Regions from separate parts of the Danio rerio genome. Here region 1 is linked to region 2. Evidence: chromatin contacts called from public HiCAR-type data. All regions are on one chromosome and are shown on one strand. Each heading gives the region's core, a stretch centred on a gene start, on an enhancer-like site or on the middle of the called end of the contact. The rest is flanking DNA. Distances are from core to core; before and after follow the strand shown. Region 1 holds the start of cited4b (Cbp/p300-interacting transactivator, with Glu/Asp-rich carboxy-terminal domain, 4b). Region 2 holds the start of ctps1b (CTP synthase 1b).

The links. HiCAR-type assays count read pairs that join an accessible place to other places.
Region 1: a HiCAR-type map of caudal fin shows a contact between it and region 2, with 4 times the contacts expected there. The contact joins the promoter of cited4b here to the promoter of ctps1b in region 2. A contact is called at or near these places in 2 of 18 Hi-C or Micro-C datasets (caudal fin and hematopoietic stem cells) and 3 of 4 datasets of contacts at active chromatin or transcription factors (caudal fin, embryo and gastrula embryo).

Annotation. Positions count from the first base shown.
Region 1 is chr16:38,790,636-38,795,050 of GRCz12tu, reverse strand. cited4b (Cbp/p300-interacting transactivator, with Glu/Asp-rich carboxy-terminal domain, 4b) reads right to left here and starts at 1,775. Exons shown (of 2, transcript NM_200078.2): 1 at 1,612-1,775; 2 at 1-904. The coding sequence starts at 895. The coding sequence ends at 131.
Region 2 is chr16:38,683,257-38,687,432 of GRCz12tu, reverse strand. It overlaps ctps1b (CTP synthase 1b), which reads left to right and starts at 2,638. Exons shown (of 17, transcript NM_001111247.1): 1 at 2,638-2,682.

The sequences.
Region 1 (4,415 bases), core at 526-3,025, 110 kb before region 2:
GTAGTCCTGACAGGAGCTTAACCACTCGTTTCTGAGAACAGAGGCATTTGGCCACCTCTGGTTCTGGTGGTCCCAAAAATAACCATATTGATAATCAAATCCCGCCTCGAAGCGTCCAAACAGTCCTGTCTCAGCAGCTAACGGTGCTCGGCTGCTGTTTGCTCACAAAGTCCGATATGAAGTCAAACTCGTTTTGTCCGAGGAAGAGTTCAGGGAGTTCTTGCACCCGGTCCAGTCCTAGCTCCATGACCAACGACGTCAAAACCTCTTCGTCGATCAAATCAGCATCCATACCATTAAGACTGAGAGCTGGGCCGGGCATGTGCTGCATGTTGCTCAGCTGAGCCTGACCCATGCGGAATTGCGCCCCATTTCCCATATGGTTGCCATTCATGTGTCCCAACGGGTGCCCGTGGTACTGTGTGTTGAGTTTCTGAAGGTGCATGCTGGCCATGAGCTGTTGGGAAGTGAGACCCCCGGTCATATACTGCTGTTGCTGCTGTTGTTGTTGTTGTTGTTGTGGCGGTGGTGGTTGAGGCTGTTGTTGCTGCATGTGGTGGTGCTGTTGATGCTGCTGTTGATGCTGCTGAACGTGATGCTGCTGTGGCTGGCCCTGGTTGTTGAACATCATGTTAGTTGACTGCATTCGGTGGTGACCCATCTGTCCATTCATAGGCCCCACCATGTTAGCCCTTTGGCGCATGGCGGCCTCCATGTTTCCCTGAGGCCCCGCTCCATAGTGCATCATCTGTCCATTGGGCATGGCTCTCAAGCCAGACTGGGGAATGTGCTGCTGGGGGCCTGCCTGCAGGCCTCCATTCATGCCCATCCGGTAGCCATGCAGACCCCCGTTTCCCTGGCCGTGGTTCATGGGCATCATCATGTGCTCTGCCATAGACTCTCCCTTCATTAAAACACACAAGATTGGGTTTAGAATTGGACTAGTGACAATAGAAGTTCTCGTAGTCAAATTGATAAAGGTGCAGAGTAGTCAGTAACCAAACTCAAACTGTAAATAAACACTAACAATAGCAAGGATTGTACTAATATCCCCATCTGAGTGGAAAGTGTTTGAATTATTTTCCCCCTACAGCCCACCTGACTATCTTATAAACACCAAATAACCTCTAATGGTGTATATCTTAACACTTTTGGAATTGAGAGCATCATTCTCAACCTTAAACATTTCACGCACAGCTTTAACTGATTTCCATCTAAATGCATGCCAACGATTCCCTTTAAACACGGGTTCTAAACAATGAGTACAATTGGAAATGCATTTGAATCAAACCTTATTTTCATAGATCACTGGGAAAATCAAACGCACGTTTTATATGATAAACAATGCACTTGGCATACAGAAAATCTAAGAATGCAGAAGATCAATTCATAGAAAGTCACCGTGCAGTGAAGCAAACAATGGATCAACCACCCTGAGCCCTAAAACACCGGCGGCGTTTCAAAAGCCTAGTGTGCTGCCTATCTAGACAGCATTCAGACATCGCAAGCGCTCGAAATGCTGCACGCGCTTTTGATGCCGTCCGCATAGTCAGCACACGGTGTTTTGAAACACAGCCCGTGAGTTTCTCAAGCGTTTTTTGAATCTCTTACCCCGTGTCCTCTGCTATGTGACTCCGCTGCGGCAGGACAAACGAGCTTTATCTCTTCAAAAGCCTCCGAAGAATTACAGTTTATATTCCACAAGGTGAAGCTTCATACTCCGACGCACAAAAGATCGCTGCTCACTATCTTCCAACGAGATTGTATGTGTGTGTGTTTTCTGGGTCAACTCCACGGGCTTATATACATGAGAAAAGCGGAGAGGTGGAGCTATCGTTCACTCGCTATCCTTTGTTGCCATTGGCCCTGCTGCTTAATATCAGTGTGCATAGAAACCCCTAGCGGTTTCTGTCAAACACTGGCCAATTTCTGTCCACAGTTTTTTTTGGGGTTGTTTTTCTGTTTCTGATTTAAAGTGAATAGGAAATCCCTTTCGAAGAAGTTGATCCGTGTGATTAAGCTTAAGGACAAGATAGGTAGATAGATCTATTGTTTTTATGTTTACACGTGTGCACAATGGTGTTGATGCAGAAGGCAGATTAAGTAGATAGATAAATAGATATATTATTTTTGTTTATTTTGTCCATGCTTTTATATACGTAAAGATATTTTATCTTTATATTATTAGACAGACAGACAGACAGACAGACAGATAGATAGATAGATAGATAGATAGATAGATAGATAGATAGATAGATAGATAGATAGATAGATAGATAGATAGATAGATAGATAGATAGATGCATGGATGGATAGATAAATGGATGGATGGACAGACGGATGAAGATGGTCAAAAAGACAGACAGAAGTCAGATGGTTGGATGAATAGACAGATGGACGAATAGATAGATAGATAGATAGATAGATAGATAGATAGATAGATAGATAGATAGATAGATAGATAGATAGATAGAGAGGTTGGTTGGTTGGTTGATAGGTAGGTAGGTAGGTAGGTAGGTAGGTAGGTAGGTAGGTAAGTAGAAGATGGATGGATGGATGGATGGACAGATATAGGAAGATGGGTTGGATGGATGGATGGATGGATCGATAAATGGCTAGATTAGATAGATAGATAGATAGATAGATAGATAGATAGATAGATAGATAGATAGATAGATAGATAGATAGATAGATAGATAGATAGATAGATAGATAGATAGATAGATAGATAGATAGATAGATAGATAGATAGATGATGGATGAATGGATGGATGGATGGATGGATGGATGGATGGATAGGTTGGTTGGTTGGTTGATTGGTTGGTAGGTAGGTAGGTAGGTAGGTAGGTAGGTAGGTAAGATGAAGATGGATGGACAGATGGAGGAAGATGGTCAAACAGAAGTCAGATGGATGGATGGATAGATGGATGGATGGATGGATGGATGAATGGTAATGTAGAGGAATATGGTTAAACAGACAGACGGAAGTCAGATGGATGATGGATAGATGGACAGATAGATTGATGGGTAGATGGACAGATAGATAGATAGATAGATAGACAGACAGACAGACAGACAGATAGATAGATAGATAGATAGATAGATAGATAGATAGATAGATAGATAGATAGATAGATAGATAGATAGATAGATAGATAGATAGATAGATAGATAGATAGATAGATAGATAGATAGATAGATAGATAGAGAGGTTGGTTGGTTGATAGGTAGGTAGGTAGGTAGGTAGGTAAGTAGAAGATGGATGGATGGATGGACAGATATAGGAAGATGGGTTGGATGGATGGATCGATAAATGGCTAGATTAGATAGATAGATAGATAGATAGATAGATAGATAGATAGATAGATAGATAGATAGATAGATAGATAGATAGATAGATAGATAGATAGATAGATAGATAGATAGATAGATAGATAGATAGATAGATAGATAGATAGATAGATAGATGGATGGATGGATGGATGGATGGATGGATGGATGGATGGATAGATGGATAGGTTGGTTGATTGGTTGGTAGGTAGGTAGGTAGGTAGGTAGGTAAGATGAAGATGGATGGACAGATGGAGGAAGATGGTCAAACAGAAGTCAGATGGATGTATGGATGGATGGACAGATAGATGGACGAACAGATGGATGGATGGATGGATGGATGGATGGATGGATGGATGGATGGATGGATAGATGAATGAATGGTAATGTAGAGGAATATGGTTAAACAGACAGACGGAAGTCAGATGGATGATGGATAGATGGACAGATAGATTGATGGGCAGATGGACAGATAGATAGATAGATAGATAGACAGACAGACAGACAGACAGACAGACAGACAGGTAGATAGATAGATAGATAGATAGATAGATAGATAGATAGATAGATAGATAGATAGATAGATAGATAGATAGATAGATAGATAGATAGATAGATAGATAGATAGATAGATAGATAGATAGATAGATAGATAGATAGATTTTTGTTTATGTACACAAAAACAGTAGCGTCTAAATAACAGTATGTACAAATCTAGTTAACAAACACATCCAATCTCAGGCAATAACAGTGCTGCACTAATAATCTCTGTGTTTATGTGTTTTTGTTGTGGTCTATGTGTGTGTGTGATCAGTCCATGTGACCCTGCGCTCTGCTGTGTCTCTGCTGGGTGAGAGAGAGGGAGGGTAAGGAATGCTGGTGCTATTCTGGGCCTCCGGCTGGAGAACTGCTGCTGCTCGTGGACATGCAAGCCTGGCCTACATGTGCAGCTTATTGGAAGTTGAAGAGCACAAGGTAAACAGAGGGACAGCTTCCTATTGGCTTGGTTTAGTGTTTTTTTTTTAGATTGTGAAATATAGCAAGACCCAAACTGGACCCTGGTCACTTGCTTTAACACAACACTG
Region 2 (4,176 bases), core at 1,389-3,888:
TAGATAGATAGATGTGATCTTACATAATGTAAACAGCTCTACGTGTGAGTCTCATTATGAATGAAGGAGCTCTGCAAGTGCAGTTTGTTCTGGCATAATTACCTCCAGTGCTTATGTAAGTCCTGTGTGACAGACACACCTTACAGGAGAAGAGACACTGAGCTATAATTAGAGAAATAACAATCAGACTAAACGCAGCTGTCGACAGGATACACACACACACACACTCCGTTATTGACAGAAATGCTGATGAAGGATTACATGAATTACAGCCTCTGAATTATTCATTCAGACCATACACTTTAGGAGGAAAGCACTGGAGATACAGTCAGTCTAAATGACGAATACTAATCATTATATTATCATTGATTTCTAGGTTGATTGATCAACTACCATGTTTCAAAGACAAGACAGATATTATATAGAAACAGGGATACCTGAAAATAAAAGGCTTTGATGTGTTTGATACTTTGATGTGTTCAATTGGTCTCCATCATATGTTGCTGTTCAAAATTAGATAGAAGAAAAACAACCTGCAACCAGCACTGAAAACAGGATGGTTTATGACTCAGCATGTTTATGTAACCTTTCATGTTAAACTGTCAATAAGTATCAACGTCTATCAGTTTGTTTTTGACTTGCATCTCCAGTCATTGTGACGTCATTATGGCGCCATCTAGTGGATTTAAATAAATGGATTCACGTGTGGTAATCATATCAATAATAATGGCATAATCATTCATTTTCTTTTCGGTTTAGTCCCATTATTAATCAGGGGTCGCCACAGCGGAATGAAGCGCCAACTTATCCAGCATATGTTTAACGCAGCAAATGCCCTTCAGCCGCAACCCAACATCTATTCAATACACCTATTCACACACATACACTACGGCTCGTTTAACTTAAACCGGAGCACCTTGAGGAAACCCTTGATACATAATATAGAATAATATATTATATGTTAACCAGTTCGTTCGCACTTTGTCTGTGTTTTGCCTGTACACCCAATTCCACTATAAAAAAAACTATAATAAAAAGCTGAATTAGCTACAAAATTAGCAAAATTAGCATATCTTTATTGTTAGCTATACATTTCATCGGCCGAATTAGATAAAGATAGGATAAAAACAATGAAAGGCGTCAAGCGCCAAAATGTCAAATGTTTTATTTTTTCAAATATCCTTCTCCCGCGCGACGTGACGTCAGATACTGCTTATCGTAATCATAGAAACTTTATGCCCTAGTTTTGCCATTCTAGTAGATGTTTTCCCATTTCCCCATTTGTCAACCATTTATTTTTGTGCCATTAAATTTGCTTATAGCAGGTGTTAACTTTCATCCACTGTTGTGTAAAGGAAGTTTATGTAAATATGTCAGTTTTGTGCGATTAAGATTACTGGTAACAATTTACAATATAGTTGTAGGCCTGTAATTTAGGTCTATTTACTAACATAGACAACTAATTATATATAAAAAACTATTAATCTTTTTAAGGTTAGTTAATGATATTAAAGTTGTTTATTGTTAGTAAAAGTTGTTTATGTTAACTCACAGTGAATTACCTACTAATGTAAACAAACAATAATTTGAGAGTTTATTAGTAAATTTTAATCTATTTTTAATTTATAAATGCTGTAAAAGTTGTTCATTATTAGTTTAGGTTAGTGAATAAGTAATTCAACCTTATTGTAAAGTGTGAAGTAGAAACAAACGAGTGTCCGTCTTGAATTTATTAAGATTTGTGCTTAATTACAAGATAAGCCTATTCATTTCTTTATTTGTGACATTTTTTTAACCTCTAAATGTGTATTAATTTATAGATTTTGGGAATATTAAATAGAAATCTGCTTAGATGGACAGAACATGGCATGCCTGTGCAAATAATAATTATTTTATTAAATTGAAATGAATATTAAATATTTTTATTAAGATAATTAGACACATTTTAACAAAATAAATACAAAGTGTGGATTAAATATTAATTGAAATTATGATCATTAAAAAAATAATATAAATGTTTTGAATATACCATATAAAATGATTAGAATAATTCCAATAAAATTTATTAGAATAATTGTTTTAAATGTTGAATTATCTCTAAACTAATAATTCCAAATGAATAATAAAAATTCTAAACATGTCAATTAATGTCCAAATAAATATATCAGCTACTACAATATAACAAATAAGGAAATATATCTTCAAATTTATATTTTAGTTGCATTTATAATATAAATATCCTCATAAACTAAGAACTAGTCTTAATAATCAGATAAAAAAGTGGCAATGACCTTATTTATTTTTTTTCCCAGACGTGCAAACACAGCAACGTGAGCCCACGCCTCCATTTAACATATTTTATTTAAGGAATGTAACTTACCCACACGCATTAAAAATGTATGTCATGCAATTGCTACTGAAATTATTCGATAAAGTATGGCAATGCATCACATAAATAGCTTCCATAATGTGTTCAGTTGGTTATATCCGTCATTCACTCAATGTTATGCAGAGTGGCAAAGCTAGAGTTAAGTATCGGATCTCACAGCACGTGTTGTTTTGGCGCTTTACCGCATATCGCTGACACCCAAAACAAACGTGTCTTCAAGATGGCTCGTCTATACTGAAGCGGCTGACGTTTTTAATCTCAGGTTTTTACATATCGGAACGGAGCAGTTTCAGGTATAGTTAAAGGCTTAGTTTATGTTCCATGTCAGCTTTCATTGCGCCTCTTGAATCACTTGCTCTAACATGGAGTTCACTGCAATGTTATGTAATGTATGGGGGTCCCCTAATGTGTTTAAAAGTGGGCTCTATTAGAAACAATATGAAACGCTGGGATTATTCGTGAATGTACATTGTATATGCTATGGTGGACGACGTTTTTCGGCGTATTTTGCTATTGTTTACAAGGTCATCGTAGGTTTAACGTTACAGTTTGTCCTCTGAACATTATCTGCTTGGGTGTTGCAGAATGTAAAATGGCCATTATAAATAAATATGTAAATATTATATAAGTGTACATAATGTTAATTGCTATTATGGCCTGTTTGTTTTCCTGCCAGAAATGCATTTATTGATTTATTTATTTATGACAGTGATTGATCACTTTAGATACATTGTTCAAAGACAGGTGTAAACCATGAAAAATAATTGGGTTTATAAAGATTTATTGTAGTATGTCAGTTTCCAAACATGTATTTATATATTAAAAAATATAAATATTTAAGCTATAAATGTCTAGAGGTTATAAGGGTTATAAGCTTAAATTAATATTTTAATGTTTATAAATATTAATAAATAATATAAATGTGTTTATTAGGGCTGCAAAATATTAGACAAATCTAGCATTGTGATAATTTTTATTTTGCGATATTTATTGCAATATTAATACAATGTCACCTGATAACTTAAATATCTCTATTTGGAATGAATTTATAATGCTAGAACGATTGGGATGCTTCTGCAGTGGAAGTACATCTTCAAAAAATCTAATAAACTATATACGTTTTGGGGTATCTATGTACGTTTCTGCTATTTGCAGTGGATTTCTGTATTTTCATGTGAGTTTTTTTATGCCCAACAATTTATAAATACAATCAAGAAAAGTTACAATTGAAGAAGTATTTTATTGTGTAACAGTACTCGAGTACAGTAACTGAATGATAAAAATAAAAACAATTCATTTAAAATTAATTGTTGTTAAAGTCATAAATGGTGCAATGTCTTATGCCTGAATGCTTTTAAGGTCATTATACAATCACAGGCATCAAAAAACACATGCAAATAATGAATCATAATGCAAACTCAAAATTGCATATACTCGCAATGTGACAATTGCGAATGATCACATTGCGATATCGATGCTGAAACGATATATTGTGCAGCCATAGTGTTTATGGTTTGTAGACAAGACTGACACTAACACAATGTAATAATTTTATTTGATGAAAATAAACATTTAATTTGTGAATTATGAATATTATTATTTACAATACTTTGACAGCTACACACCACTTACGTATTTTGAAATTGAAATGTTTTTTTATTTATTTCATAAATTGGCTTGTTTATCGTACAAGATATGCAGAAATAATTAGGGATGCTCCAATACCAGTTTCGGTATCGGGTCGATACTTGGCTAAAATACTAGTACTTGTATCATACACAAAATGC